Linked DNA regions of Rattus norvegicus: region 2 is linked to region 1. A link is a contact called in public Hi-C data. All regions are on one chromosome and are shown on one strand. Each heading gives the region's core, a stretch centred on a gene start, on an enhancer-like site or on the middle of the called end of the contact. The rest is flanking DNA. Distances are from core to core; before and after follow the strand shown. Region 1 holds the start of Lhfpl6 (LHFPL tetraspan subfamily member 6). Region 2 has its middle 17 kb from the start of Stoml3.

Region 1 (6,416 bases), core at 2,505-5,004:
TTGGTACCAACAGTCTTTCTGCCTGTGTTTCAAGGGAAACCTTTTGGATCAGACGAACTTACAACACTGAGAACTTCCCTCTGATCGTTCACACATCTGACTTTTATAAATGGTTTTTAAGACTATCCTAGTTTCTATTGCTATGCTTTGAGAAAGCTTGTGTTTCAAATACAGTGACTATCTCCCATGCCCCAGATGTAATCCGGTAGTCACTGAAGGCATCAAGAATCCCAAGTCTTTCTATATCCTGTCTCCTCATTCCTGCAATGTCGACTATTATCATCATACCTATCATCCCATGACCAGAACACAGGTACGGTGCAGTTAGATGGCCACCATATCTGATTTTGGCCCAGGAAAGACTGCATGCAAAGGCCCCATCATCACTTCTCAGAGCTGAGACATCACCACCTGACCCTACAAGCAGACTGGAAATGGAGATTTTGGCCTCTGCTGCTTCCTTAAGAGAGAAAGACAGGGAAGAGGTAACAGGCCACGAGGGTGAAGGAGCTAGACAACGTTGATCCCAACAGATACGAACTAAAGACATCTCTTGTTTCTCTCCCCAGGGATCAGAAGTGCTTGATTCTGCTCCCTGCGTTTCACCACTACGTCAGTGACTTCGCATAGCACACTTTCTTTGTTTAAAGGAAATTCCACTTGCACCCCAGCAAGTACAGCAACCACACGATGTTGATATGTTCACTAATTCTTCTGTTCACGTTCAGTTAGTGAGGACTCTGCTATACCCACAATGCCAAGCACCACAGTACCAGGCTGGCTCATGTGTGTTACTGTCACTGAGCATGTGCAGTACATGTAGGGCTCAGTGAGAGATACAGTGATTAGAAGAAAAAACTCAACTTACGGTGATTTAAACCATATGAACTCTTTATTGTTTACCTGAAAATATTCACAAGGGTCTGGGCATGAGGGCGCATGCCCATGTTTGCAGCAGAAAGAAAATTCAAAAGGAATTAAAGAGCTGACAGTGTAAGTGTCTTGAGGTCATGTCTCCATAACCTTCCCATCCTCATGGATACAAGATGGCTGTTATAATGCCAAACATTTAATGCTATAAGAACATGAGCAAAGACAGCAGGAAGATGGGAGAAACATTCTCTCAAGCTTCCCTGCTTAAGCACAGAATATTTTCCCCAAGGCCTCCTTAGTTGGCCTCTTCATTGGCTACAGGAGCATTGTGTAACCACCACTGAGTTTAAGGGAAGTTAGAAAAGCATCTGTGGGAGTGCAAGTTCGTGTTGGATAGCCAACTGAAAGTGTAGTCACGAATGCCCACGGTCTCCCATACACCCACATCTCCCATACCTTCACGATCGCATCTCCCTACTCAATAGCCCTACTTAAGCCAAACATTCTGCTCCAGAGCCTGGAACAGGAGGTGTACCAGCATCTGCTGTGTGGGAACTTCTGGCTGTGAAGAAGCTTGAAGATCCGTTGAAGATGTAAGTCGAATGCAAAGGTTTTTAAAGATACTATAACGCATGTGCTTGTAACGTCTACATGCTGGAATCTGGAGGGTAATTCAGAAGATCTTATAGTTTGGGAAGGTGATTATATGGTGGAATGAAAAAGGAATGACTCGTGGTGTTAGAGCCTGCTTTGAGTGAGATACGGGAAGGGTCTGGAGCCTGTCACCTCATCTGTGCAGTCATACACTTGCACGAGATTAGATGACCCCTACCTCCCTTCTCCAAGGTAGGAGTGCCCATATTGTCTTCACACTGACAGTTCAGAAACATTAAATGTAATTGGTTTCGAGCCCTGATTTACAAATGAGGCAACAGACTCACTTGAGTTGAAATGTCGAGTCCCAGGAATGCAGCACACAAGGACTCCACACATAATTAATATTTCATACTGACAGGATTCTAAGCTTTTGACTTCTCCATTTCTTCCTTTTGCATATTAGCCCAACCTCTCTGATAATATTTACATTACTTAATAGAATGCAAATAGTGAGATTTTTTTAAAAAGAAGTCCATGTTTTAATCATATGCTTACAGATTAATCAGTTGTTTCTCTGTAAAGTGATAACTACCTCCATAGCTTTTTTCTCTCCCCTTTTTGGAGAATTAGATGAAGTCATCTATTCATAAAGCTAGTGTACTGACATGCGGTAGTGAGAGAAGCTGCAGTTGGCATGACCACGACTGATGGCTCCTCGACGATCCATGTCACTCTCTAAAGCTCCTCTAAGCTTGAGAAAGTGTCCTAGACTGGCTTTCCAGTGGGTAGTGTGTGAGTGTCTATGTGTGGGTGAGCCTGGCCGCCACTGTATAATTTTGTCAGTGCTGGTATCTGCCACCTCCACATTACATAGATATGAGATATGTGATAGCCAGGCGGTGGTGCTGAGCTAGAAGTCGAACCTGTTATTGTATGGCCTTCACGCTCAGTAACTGGTGATTTGCACACGCAGAATTAAAACATAAGTTGACAAAGGAAAACTTCAAATCCAGACCTCTAAATCTGAGACTCATCGGCAAGCTAAACCATGTGACATTTTGAAACATGACTTCCCAGCCTTGGCTATATTCACACTTCAAGCTAGATTGTTCTGGGTGTGCCCTGTGTAGTTTCAGAGCAGACCCTGGACTTTGTGGACCTTCCCAGTCTATGGGTCATGCTTTCCCAAAACATCTCCAGACTCTGCCAAATGTCTCCCAGGAACTATTCTCTCTTCATCAAGAATATTGTGATAAGCTTAATGTATATTGCACTGTTTTCCTGGGACGCTTATTACCTATATCACATTCCTGCAAAGGAAAGGCTTGGGACCGTCCCTTAAAACCTTTCAAAGAGTCTTGAAACAAACTGTCTCCAGCTGATGCTGCCTAATTAAACGGTGCACTCGAAATTTTATTATGAAATATATTTCTACCCATTTATTACTTCCAGCTGCTTTGAAAAGGCGCATCACAAAAACTGTGTCTGGGAAAGTGTGTGCTTCAAAAGTTGCTGGTCCCAGATGGCAGCTTCCTAAAATAACTGTCCTCTGTGGAGACTCTAGGGGTCAGTCAGTCACCCACAGAACACAGCTCCGGCTTCTGAAGGGTTAAATGGTGATGGCAAGTCAGAACTAAGGGTAGGTCCTGAGAAGAAATCAAAAGGAGAGGATTTTCAGAAAGGAAATCCAAAGGTTGTGTAGATTGTTAAGATTGATCATGGGTTGGGGAAGTGGAGTAAGAGAAAGGGAAGGGGGCGGGAGGCGAAAGGAGGGTAGTGGAAAATGGAGAGGGTGAGAGGAGGAGGTAAAGGAGTGGGGTAAAAGAAGTTCCCAAAGGTTTGGAGTTGCCTTCCTTCTCTCTGGCTTGCCCCCACAGAATCCAGCAGCCTTGCGTGGCGTGCCCAGCCTTCTCATTCCTACGTCCACACCCGTCATGGTCTCTGCCCTCCAAAGTGACCACGTCTCAAGAGCCCCTTAAAGCTCACAGACATTGCTCTACCCTTCTCTGAGTCTAGTTCCCTTCCTTGTCCTCATAAAGGCTGTGTGAACACTGCAGCCCCAGACCCCAGCGCTTGACCCAGAAAAGCCAAACAGGGGTCGGGTGTGGCCTCGGCGCCCCCGGGGAGCAGCGGAGAAGGGGAGCAACTTTCTCCCTGGATTCTCAGTGTGTCTGCCGCCCCCACTCTCGCGCGTCCAGGACTGCGCGGCGGGGCCGAGGGGAGGGGACAGCGGCAAGGGGAGGGCGGGGAGGAGGCGGCGCGTGCCTTGCCTGCCAAAGCTGGAGCCGGCATCCACGGTGCTCCCGGGCCGCACCGCCACAGCCGGCGGGCTCTCCAGGCGGGTCCTCCTGACCCTCCACCCCGGCTCTCAGACTCGCCTTGATCTCCGTCGGGATAGTGTCGAAGGCGAAAAAGACAGTCTTCGGTGCCGCGTTGTCTCCGCCAGGGAAAGACAGCAAGTTGTGCTGCGCCTGGGACCGCGAGGGACCGGGAGGGACCGCGGCCGCCGCCCGACCGGGTAAGTAGCGCGCCCCGCGGCCCCGTGCCCCGCGCCCGGGTCCCTCCTGTCTTTCCGAGCCGCAAGGTTCAGCTGAGGTCCTGTCGGCCTCCGGGGGGTGCTACCTTCCTTCGCATCCTTAGCCTTTCCTTTCTCAGAGCCGGCTGCAAGAACTTCCCCGAGCCGCCAAGCATCCGGAGATGATTGTGTGTGTCCCTGTGTGCCCCAGGGTGCGGTGGGTGCGTCTAGCAGTTTGGGGGTGGGGTGGGGTGGTGGCTTTGAGTTGATCTGGACTAGGACAACTCACTCTAGCTGCGGAAGAGCTTCCCTTCCACCCCCCATTTTGCTGGTAACCCCCAAACTCAACTTCAGCCTCTGCTCACAGCTGACAAGATTTTAAAAACCGTAGCCAGAGGGAGCTCCCTTTGGGTAGAATCCAGAACTGAGGACGAGAGAAGTGTAGGAGACAAGAGTTTGCTGTAGGTTCTGAAGCTGGAGTTTGGAAGCAGTTTGCAGACGGAACCCACCCGAGGGCGGGTGCTCTTCTGTGTTCTTTGTGAAAAGTGTAGTCAGGTGTGCAAGTCAGCCCACCTCGTCCAACCCCTTGAATAGCAGTTGACTTTTGACATTGAGTTTTGGGAAAATGTGAGTGCCCGGTCTGAAATAACCAGCAGGTGAAATCACAGGAGCCAATGAGTCAAAATAGGTGTGAACATAAGAGGCTTGCATTTGCCCCCCACCCCCCGAAGATTAAGACGGAAGGTGTTCTCAGTGTTATCGAGTACTGGGAGTGTAACTCTTCTTGGTCTAGCCAATGCAGACACACCTGGGTGGCGAATACTGTTAGTTAAATTCACAGTGCTCTGTAACTGTAAGAAGTTCCCCCCCCCCCCCATCACTTCGCTCGGTTGGCACACCCATCAAGTGATGCCGAGCAGTTGCTAGAAACTAAGTGTGTGAACGGGAAAGCCAAATAAACAAACCACTGTATGGTTCATTTTATCTTACTAACCGGAATTATGTCTGCTGCTAGTAAAAATGCTACACTGCTTTTAATGTGAGCATGAGAAGGGAATCCACTGGCTTGGCAAATAGAAGCCATTCGTTTCTTTGCGTAAATAGCTGTCAGAGTTAATTTGGAAGTGTTTTACAGGAGCTAAGGACACGGGGAAGAGCTTTGTGCTAGTTTGACAAACTTGTGTAGGGATACAATGTTTTGCAGAGATGCAGGTGTATGGAGAGAATTAGCTCTTTCCACTTTGAAGCATTGAGGGAAATCTGAAGTTTCTTAACTGAAAATCCTGGCGCTTCTTGAGACATAGGAATGCGCTAGACATGCTTAACTCTCACTGTTTCCCATTCTGTTTTACCAGGGGCCGCCATCATTACCATAAAGCATGAGAAGCTAATCGAGGCAAGACCAAAAGATCTGTTGCAGCCAAGTAGCTACAAAGGCCTTGAAGAACTGTGGACTCCCCGGGAGTTTCTGGTGACCACACGCCTTCCTTCACACCTTCGGGACGATCCCACTGGGTCCTCGTTGCACTGCATGTTGGAAAATGGCATCCAGCCTGACTTGTACTGGAGTGATCTGGGCTTTGCTTTCTTTCCTTTCCGCTGCCACATCCTGTGTGGGGTTCTTCATGCCTTACTGGCTCTGGGGATCTCAGCTAGGCAAGCCCGTGTCCTTTGGCACTTTCCGGAGGTGCTCCTATCCCGTACACGATGAGAGTCGGCAGATGATGGTGATGGTGGAGGAGTGTGGGCGCTATGCTTCCTTCCAGGGCATCCCCAGCACCGAGTGGAGGATCTGTACCATAGTGACAGGCCTGGGCTGTGGCCTGCTCCTCCTGGTGGCTCTCACTGCCCTTATGGGTTGCTGCGTGTCAGAGCTCATCTCCAGGACAGTAGGAAGAGTGGCTGGGGGAATCCAGTTCCTGGGGGGTAAGTGACTTTGCCGAACTTGAGTTGTTTCGAGAGACTCTCAAAGCAATGTTGGAGATTATGTTTCATTTGTCTACTGACACAGTTGTAGTTGGCATTTGGAGTGCAAGGAGAAATAGATCTGAAGTGGCCATGGTAAGAGACCCAGCAAGGCCCAAGATTTTTACCAGAATTCTTTTATAGTGTCAGGGTTCTTCATGCCTGTTCATCCTTAGAAACAGGCACCTTGGCCTGTTGGGTACAACCTATGTGACACAAACATGCATGGGTCATATGTAACATATGTACTAGGGAGATACTTGGTATTTCATAGCATCTCGGTCTTTTGGTCCAACAGGAGAGCCCTGGATTGTCTTTGCCTTGTTAGACACTTGAGGTCTTTAGAGGCCAAGCTTTCATAGAAAAATGCAAAAAGGGTTTGATTCAATATTGTGATCATGAAGACCCTGTAAGACTCCCGATGGATATACGCTGACCCTCGTTTGATTTTATACTCCTTTCGAAG
Region 2 (6,416 bases), core at 1,988-4,487, 460 kb after region 1:
AAACATTAAATGTTTTCCTGGAGAAAGGAGCTGTGCGAATCGTTCCTCTTATCTTTTATCTTTAAGTTAGAAATTATGAAGAAACACTGCACACTTAACCTTAAAAGAGTTTACAAGCCATATTTATTTTCAGAATAAATTACCCTAAAAGAAGTACAACCGGTATCTGGCAGTCCCCGGACCCCTACATTTCAGTGGAGTAAAACAGGAAGGTTCATTTGAGATAATGAAACTGGGAGATATTTGGACAATTTAAACCTCACACTGTAACCAGTATCGGTAATCACCCCTAAAAATAACCATTGAATGTGTAACAAATCTGGCCTCACCGGTGTCAATTCTCGTTCATAATTAGCATTTTTGTATTTTCTTATATCCATGACTTTGTGTGATTCTGAGCCTCCTCTCTGTAACTTAGAAGGAAGTTCAACCTGAATACTTCATGACTTCCCTTGCAGTCTGTAAGGTAGGATGGCCAAGCTCCCATCAGCTCTGCCTAAGAACATCAGTAAGAGGCCTGATAATTGGGCAGCACCCCAGAGGCAGGACCTCAAGCATCGTAGGCAGGCTCGCCCTGGAGTCAGCACAGCCAGGAGCGAGACCACTGGCTCATTGGTGGCTGAGTTCTCAGCTCCTCCTCCTAAGACTTTGCCATCCTTGGTTGTCTCTGGGGTGACTTGCGACACGTCTTCCACAGTTTAAAGTCTGCATAAAGGACAGACTTTTAAAATGTATTTAAAATATATTCTAAGACATCGCTTGCTTTAAAATGTTAGTATCTTACTGCTCCGAGGCAGAGGCTTAAGAAAGCAAGACAAAGATTTTGGGGGTCAGGAGGTCATTATGTGTGTTACCTCCAACGCTGACAGGAAGCCTAGGTGAGGAAACTTGAGATTATCAAGCTGATCGAGGGTTATCAAGCTGATGCAGTGAATCACAGCTGCTAATTGTACGGCCAGGACAAACCCAGGTCTGTCTGAGAAGCCTGTGCACTGACGTCTGGAACACTTGGTGAGGTCTGTAAGGAGATCATATGATTTCTTAGGGAGGTTATAGGGTGGACTCTTTCCGTTGACTAATCGGTGTTATATCAAGATTCTGCGTGTGAAAGCTTTCTCTTTAGACCCTGTCTTATGTATCCCAGGTGGGCCTTGAATTCCCCATATCACTGAGGATGGCCTTGAACTTAAGATTCTCCTGCCTCTGCCTCCCAAGTGCTGGGACCACTCTACCTAGTTAATGTAATTCCTGGAATCAAACCCAGGGCTTTCTGCTTGCTAGGCAAGCTCTCTGCCAACGGAGCCGTTTCCTCAGCTCCAGGTTTGTACATGAAACCTTCAGGATAGTCAATTCCCAATTTGACCTATGAGCTTAGAAAAGACAGCCTCCCCAAATGTACCGGACACTTGGGTCAAGTGTCTTCTGATCAACGCCTTTTCTTCTGGAAACAGACCTTGCTTGATGATGCCACTGAGCTATGGGGAATCCGAGTGGCCCGGGTGGAGATCAAAGATGTCCGGATTCCGGTGCAGCTGCAGAGGTCCATGGCGGCTGAGGCTGAGGCTACCCGGGAAGCCAGAGCCAAGGTAAGAAATGCTCTTAGCATGGAGGGGAACAAGAGTGGATCTGAGGGAAGAATAGAATGCCAATTACTGTTCCAAAAGAGATTCCGTTCACAGACTTATCTTTTCGGAGAAAATCCCTAAAAGGTAGTGAGCGGTTTATGTACCCCGAGGAAGCTTGATAGTAGGTCAAGACTCTGTTTGCTGTGCCTGGAGTCATCAGCAACTCTGATGAACTGTGGCCACACAGCAGGTCTTCTGGAGAGTTTGACTAAAGAAAGCACTTTAAATTCCCGTGAAGCAGAACCCAGAGCCATCCGGGAGCCACCATCATTACAAACTGACATTTCAGAAATAGCCAACCTGGTGCTTACGTCTTAAGCATTGTTATTTGAGTGTGGTAACTGTTACCAAATTCAAATGAATGAGTAAATACAAGGCAGGTTGGGATTCGAACGTGCAAAACTCAGTTTGGCCCTGCATGTCCTAGAATCTGCCGTCCCCTTTGTTTCTGTGTAAATTGACCGAAGTTCAAGAGATTGGAAATCTCCAGGCATTACTCATAGGAATCCCCCTGTGGCTAAGGAAGCTTTCTCTCTGCTCATTCCTTAGTCCTAGCTTCTCTGTCTACTGAGTACCAGCAGCTGCTGGGTAGGGACTCCTGGGGCCCACAGAAAGCTCCCAGATGGGTCAGTTGAGCCCCAGCCAGAGTTCCTCTTAAGTTATCTCAGAATTTATAAGAACAGTCAGTAGACAGGGTCCCAGGGAGGGTTACTGGGCTGGGGCTCATTACTGCTATGATCAAAGTCGGAGAGAATAGAATCGATTCTGGCATCATTAGAATGAGATTAGCTCAGCAACAGAATGAAATGAGTCAGAGGGATGGCTCAACCGGGAAGAGCATTCGCCATACAAACCTGAACACCTGGGATGGAGCCCTGTAATCCACGGTACGAATGTTCCGTGATGTGCCTGCAGTCCACACACTAATAATAATAATAATAAATATTTAACCAAATAAAATATGTCATCTTGTAAAAACAACAACATAAAACAGTTCAAGGAGAATCTGAATTTTGGATTCCTCCAAAAATGAATATAAATAGACAATGAAACCCCAAAGGGCCTCAAGTCCATTCCCAGGTTAGGTGGTCAAGTCTTCATCTGCTCAAATGACACTGCATTTATCTGTTTGAAAATCAAATTCGATGACTAATAATTTGCAAAATATTTATCCCTAGTGTCCTAGTCTACTTCTCTGTGGGCGTGATAAAGACCACAACCAGAACCAACCCGAGGCCACGGAGAAGCGCTGCTTACTGGCTCCCTCCTCATGGCTTGCTCAGGTTGCTTCCTTATACAATCAGGACGTCTGCCCAGTGATAGCACTGCCCACAGAGGCCTGGCCCCTCCCGTGTCAATCATTAATAAAAAAAAAAAAAAACAACCCCACAGACTTGGCAATTTAATGGAGGCATTCCCTCAAATAGACAAAACAAACAAACCAAAAACCAAAAACCCCAGCTACAGACAGCACAGCTCACTCGCTTTGTGAAGCATTTAGAATTTTCTCAAATCCTCTGGGATGTGAAAACCTTGTCTTTGCTAAGAAAATGAGCAGGGATAAACACAGGCGACAAGTTGGGAACACGCGCCCAGAAAGAGAAAGCTGCAGATACCGAGCAGTTGTCAACTCTTGTTTCTCTCATTCTAGGTCCTTGCAGCTGAGGGAGAAATGAACGCTTCTAAGTCTCTGAAGTCGGCTTCCATGGTGCTGGCTGAGTCCCCCATCGCCCTCCAGCTGCGGTACCTGCAGACCTTGACCACGGTGGCCACGGAGAAGAATTCCACCATTGTGTTTCCCCTGCCGATGAACATACTCGAGGGCATTGGTGGCATCAGCTATGACAACAATAAGAAGGTCACTGCTAAAGCCTGAGGTCTTCCAAGTCAACGCCTGCTGCTTAGAAAGGCCTTTCTGTACCATGGAGAAGTCAGCCATTAGAGGACACACACACACACACACACACACACACACACACACACACACACACACACACACACCATGCAAGCTACAGTAACTCCACAGCTATCAAAATTCCCAGAGAGAGACATAGAAGCTACACAAACAACAACAACAACAAAAACCAAAATTTAGAGTCGTGCACTACATTTACTTTAAAGGCATAACCAACATTCATATGCAATTAGTTAGTGGTTGTCCCTGACCGTCAGCAGGGACTCTCTCAGGAGGGTCGGAGACTCTAGGTGACCATGATAAGAACTTTAGAATGTAGGCTGCGTTGGAGAAGGAGCCTAGGTCATTCATAAAGGAAGGCAGATCCTGCTTTTATGCTATGCACTTGATTCGCTGTTCCAGCAAAATGAGCTGCTCTAGTAACTCTAGGAAGAAATCCCCTCAAGACTGAAAATTAGGACCCACACGGATGTAGAAAACAAGAAAGAGCTGCAGCGTGACAGCAACACAGGGCAAAGGTACCAGCCCAGGCCCAGCTCTCTGGACACCAGTATGTCCTGTTAAAATGTTGGCCATTCTCAGTCCCCTCACACATTTGTCAGGGCCAGAGGCACAGCGGGGGCAGAAGACCACAGGCTAATTTGCTTACTGGTAACACCTTCGAAGTCACTGGGGAGGTCGTTCTGTGAATTGCATGTTTTCACTCTGCAAGTCCCAAGAGCCATAGTGATTAAGAACTGTTTGTAATTTTTCCCCAGCTCGAACAACTTGTCGCAAATAATAATAACAATAAAAAAGTCATAGAAAGTGAACATGATTTTAAAATTGCTTCAGTAGAGTTTATTTCATCGCCAAGGGATGACTTTCTTTTGGGATAAGTTTTGAAAGATTAGATATATTCTATTTTATTTTACGTTTCCATGTATTTGGTTTTGGCGCTTACTTTGTCACTCTGGCTGGCTTGGAGCTGGCTACATGGACGAGGTCTTTAATCCCAGCACCCCAGAGGCAGAGTCAGGAGGATCTCTGTGAGTTGAAAGTTCCAGGGCAACCAGAGCTACATAGTGAGATCCTGTCTTAAAACAAACCAAGACAAGACAACTTCCTGCAGCTTCAAGTGTCTCTGCCTCATAAAATTAATGGTGATTATTTCTTTATACATTGTATAACTTTTGCTTTTACTAAAGGCTGACTAAACGAAGACCCCCTGAAGAGAATTAGGTGCACTTGACTATAAAGAGTCTGAAGGGTTGGGGATTTAGCTCAGTGGTAGAGTGCTTGCCTAGCAAGCGGAAGGCCCTGGGTTTGGTCCCCAGCTCCGAAAAAAAGAAAACAGAAAAACAAAACAAAACAAAACAAAACAAAAAAAAAAAAACAAAACCAAAAAAGAGTCTGAAGAAAAATCTTGGAGTGTAGACTGCCAAGGACGGAAACTGTAACTAACCTCTCTTAGCTGTGAAGCAGGACTTCTTTGCATCAGTATTCAAGAGGGTATTCAGTATTCTTTGCATCATGTGATTCAATTGTCTTACCAACTATCATATGATATTGGGGTGCTAGGTTCTAGGTCCCCAAAGAATTGAGCAGAGGCACACAGATGCATCAGGAGTAAGACTGTGTTGTTGAGAAAATAATCTTGGTGCTAGAGCACTTGCCTAGCATGTATGTGGCCAGTATGGGAGTGGCCACATACACTGTGTGTAGGCTTAGTGGTCAGTATGGGAGTGGGGGTGCACACAAACACAAGCAAGATGAGAGAGTGGATGTGCATTTCTCACTCTAGGGGAATAGCCAAGAGCCACCCCCATTAGGGTTACAAGGTAAGAAACAAACAAGTACACAAGATCCACAAAAAGCCAATGTTGTGTGAAATTTGAGTCTTTCTGACTCTCGGGTAGCAAGCTGTACGCTCACACAAGAAAACCCTGTGTGGTGAAATGTGAGCTCAACTTCTGTGAGTTTGGCTTGCATCCCCCTGCCTCGCGCTGCCCCGCCCCCAGCTCCCTGCTGACTCACCTTGGCTTAACCCTTGCTGCCCAGCATAGCCCCAAAGCCAGGGCAAGGGGCCCATGGGTAGGCACAACCATTAAGACAGCTGTGTCTGCAGGGGGACAGAGAAACAGTTGGCAGACAAATTGTGCAACAGTTTTCATCCTGTAGTTGTTAGATTTCTCCTGGCTATTTCCAAATACCTGACAACCAGATCATAAGGAAGAAAGAAGGGGTTTAGATTTGACTGCTTAAAGTCAGGCAGTGGGGCCCTGAATATGGTCTCAACAGGTTCTCCCTCCCCTTTGTGAGGTATTTCAGTCAATATCATCCCCATGGGGTCCTGGGAGCCTTTAGCTTTCCTGGTGTCTTGGACCCAGTTCCCCATCCCCCCCACTGCTACATACCTCTGTTCATTGTCCCCACCCTCTGTACATCTCCCCCATCTCCTCCCACACCTGATTCTGCCCCTCTTCCTCCCACCCCTTCCTCCCAAAGTCCCTCCCACCCTCTATTCCCTTGATCTTTTTGTTCCCCCTTCTAAGTAGGACTGAAGCATCTACTCTTTGGTCTTCCTTCCTCTTGAGCTTCATGTTGTTTATCAGTTGTATTGTGGGTATTCTAAGCTCTGGGCCCACCCACCCATCTCCAAAATTCTAACCTAGAATTGCTCCTGTCTAAAGGAGATACAGGGACCAAGAGTGGAACAGAGACTGAAGGAAAGGCCATCCAGAGACTGCCACATCTGAAGATCCATCACATATGCAGACACCAAACCCAGACACTATTGCTGATGCCAAGAAGTGCTTGCCGAGAGGAGCCTGATACAGCTGTCTCCTGAGAGGCTCTTCGAGGTCCTGACCAATACAGATGCAGATGCTGGAAGC

Evidence for each region. A called contact is a pair of places that touch in the nucleus more often than the background predicts.
Region 2: a Hi-C map of hepatocytes shows a contact between it and region 1, with 2.3 times the contacts expected there. The contact joins the enhancer-like site here to the promoter of Lhfpl6 in region 1. A contact is called at or near these places in 11 of 12 Hi-C or Micro-C datasets (the A7r5 cell line, the Rat2 cell line, Schwann cells and 7 more).

What each region holds. Positions count from the first base shown.
Region 1 is chr2:139,273,056-139,279,471 of GRCr8, forward strand. It overlaps Lhfpl6 (LHFPL tetraspan subfamily member 6), which reads left to right and starts at 3,755. Exons shown (of 4, transcript NM_001109183.1): 1 at 3,755-3,988; 2 at 5,341-5,911. The coding sequence starts at 5,527.
Region 2 is chr2:139,736,599-139,743,014 of GRCr8, forward strand. No RefSeq gene overlaps it. Among named protein-coding and RNA genes, the nearest start is that of Stoml3, 17 kb to the left of the region's middle. Within about 2 kb of position 3,238, at least 2 of the 93 cell types and tissues checked have an H3K27ac peak or open chromatin away from gene starts, as enhancers often do. A contact at or near this core is called in hepatocytes and liver, where this site is marked.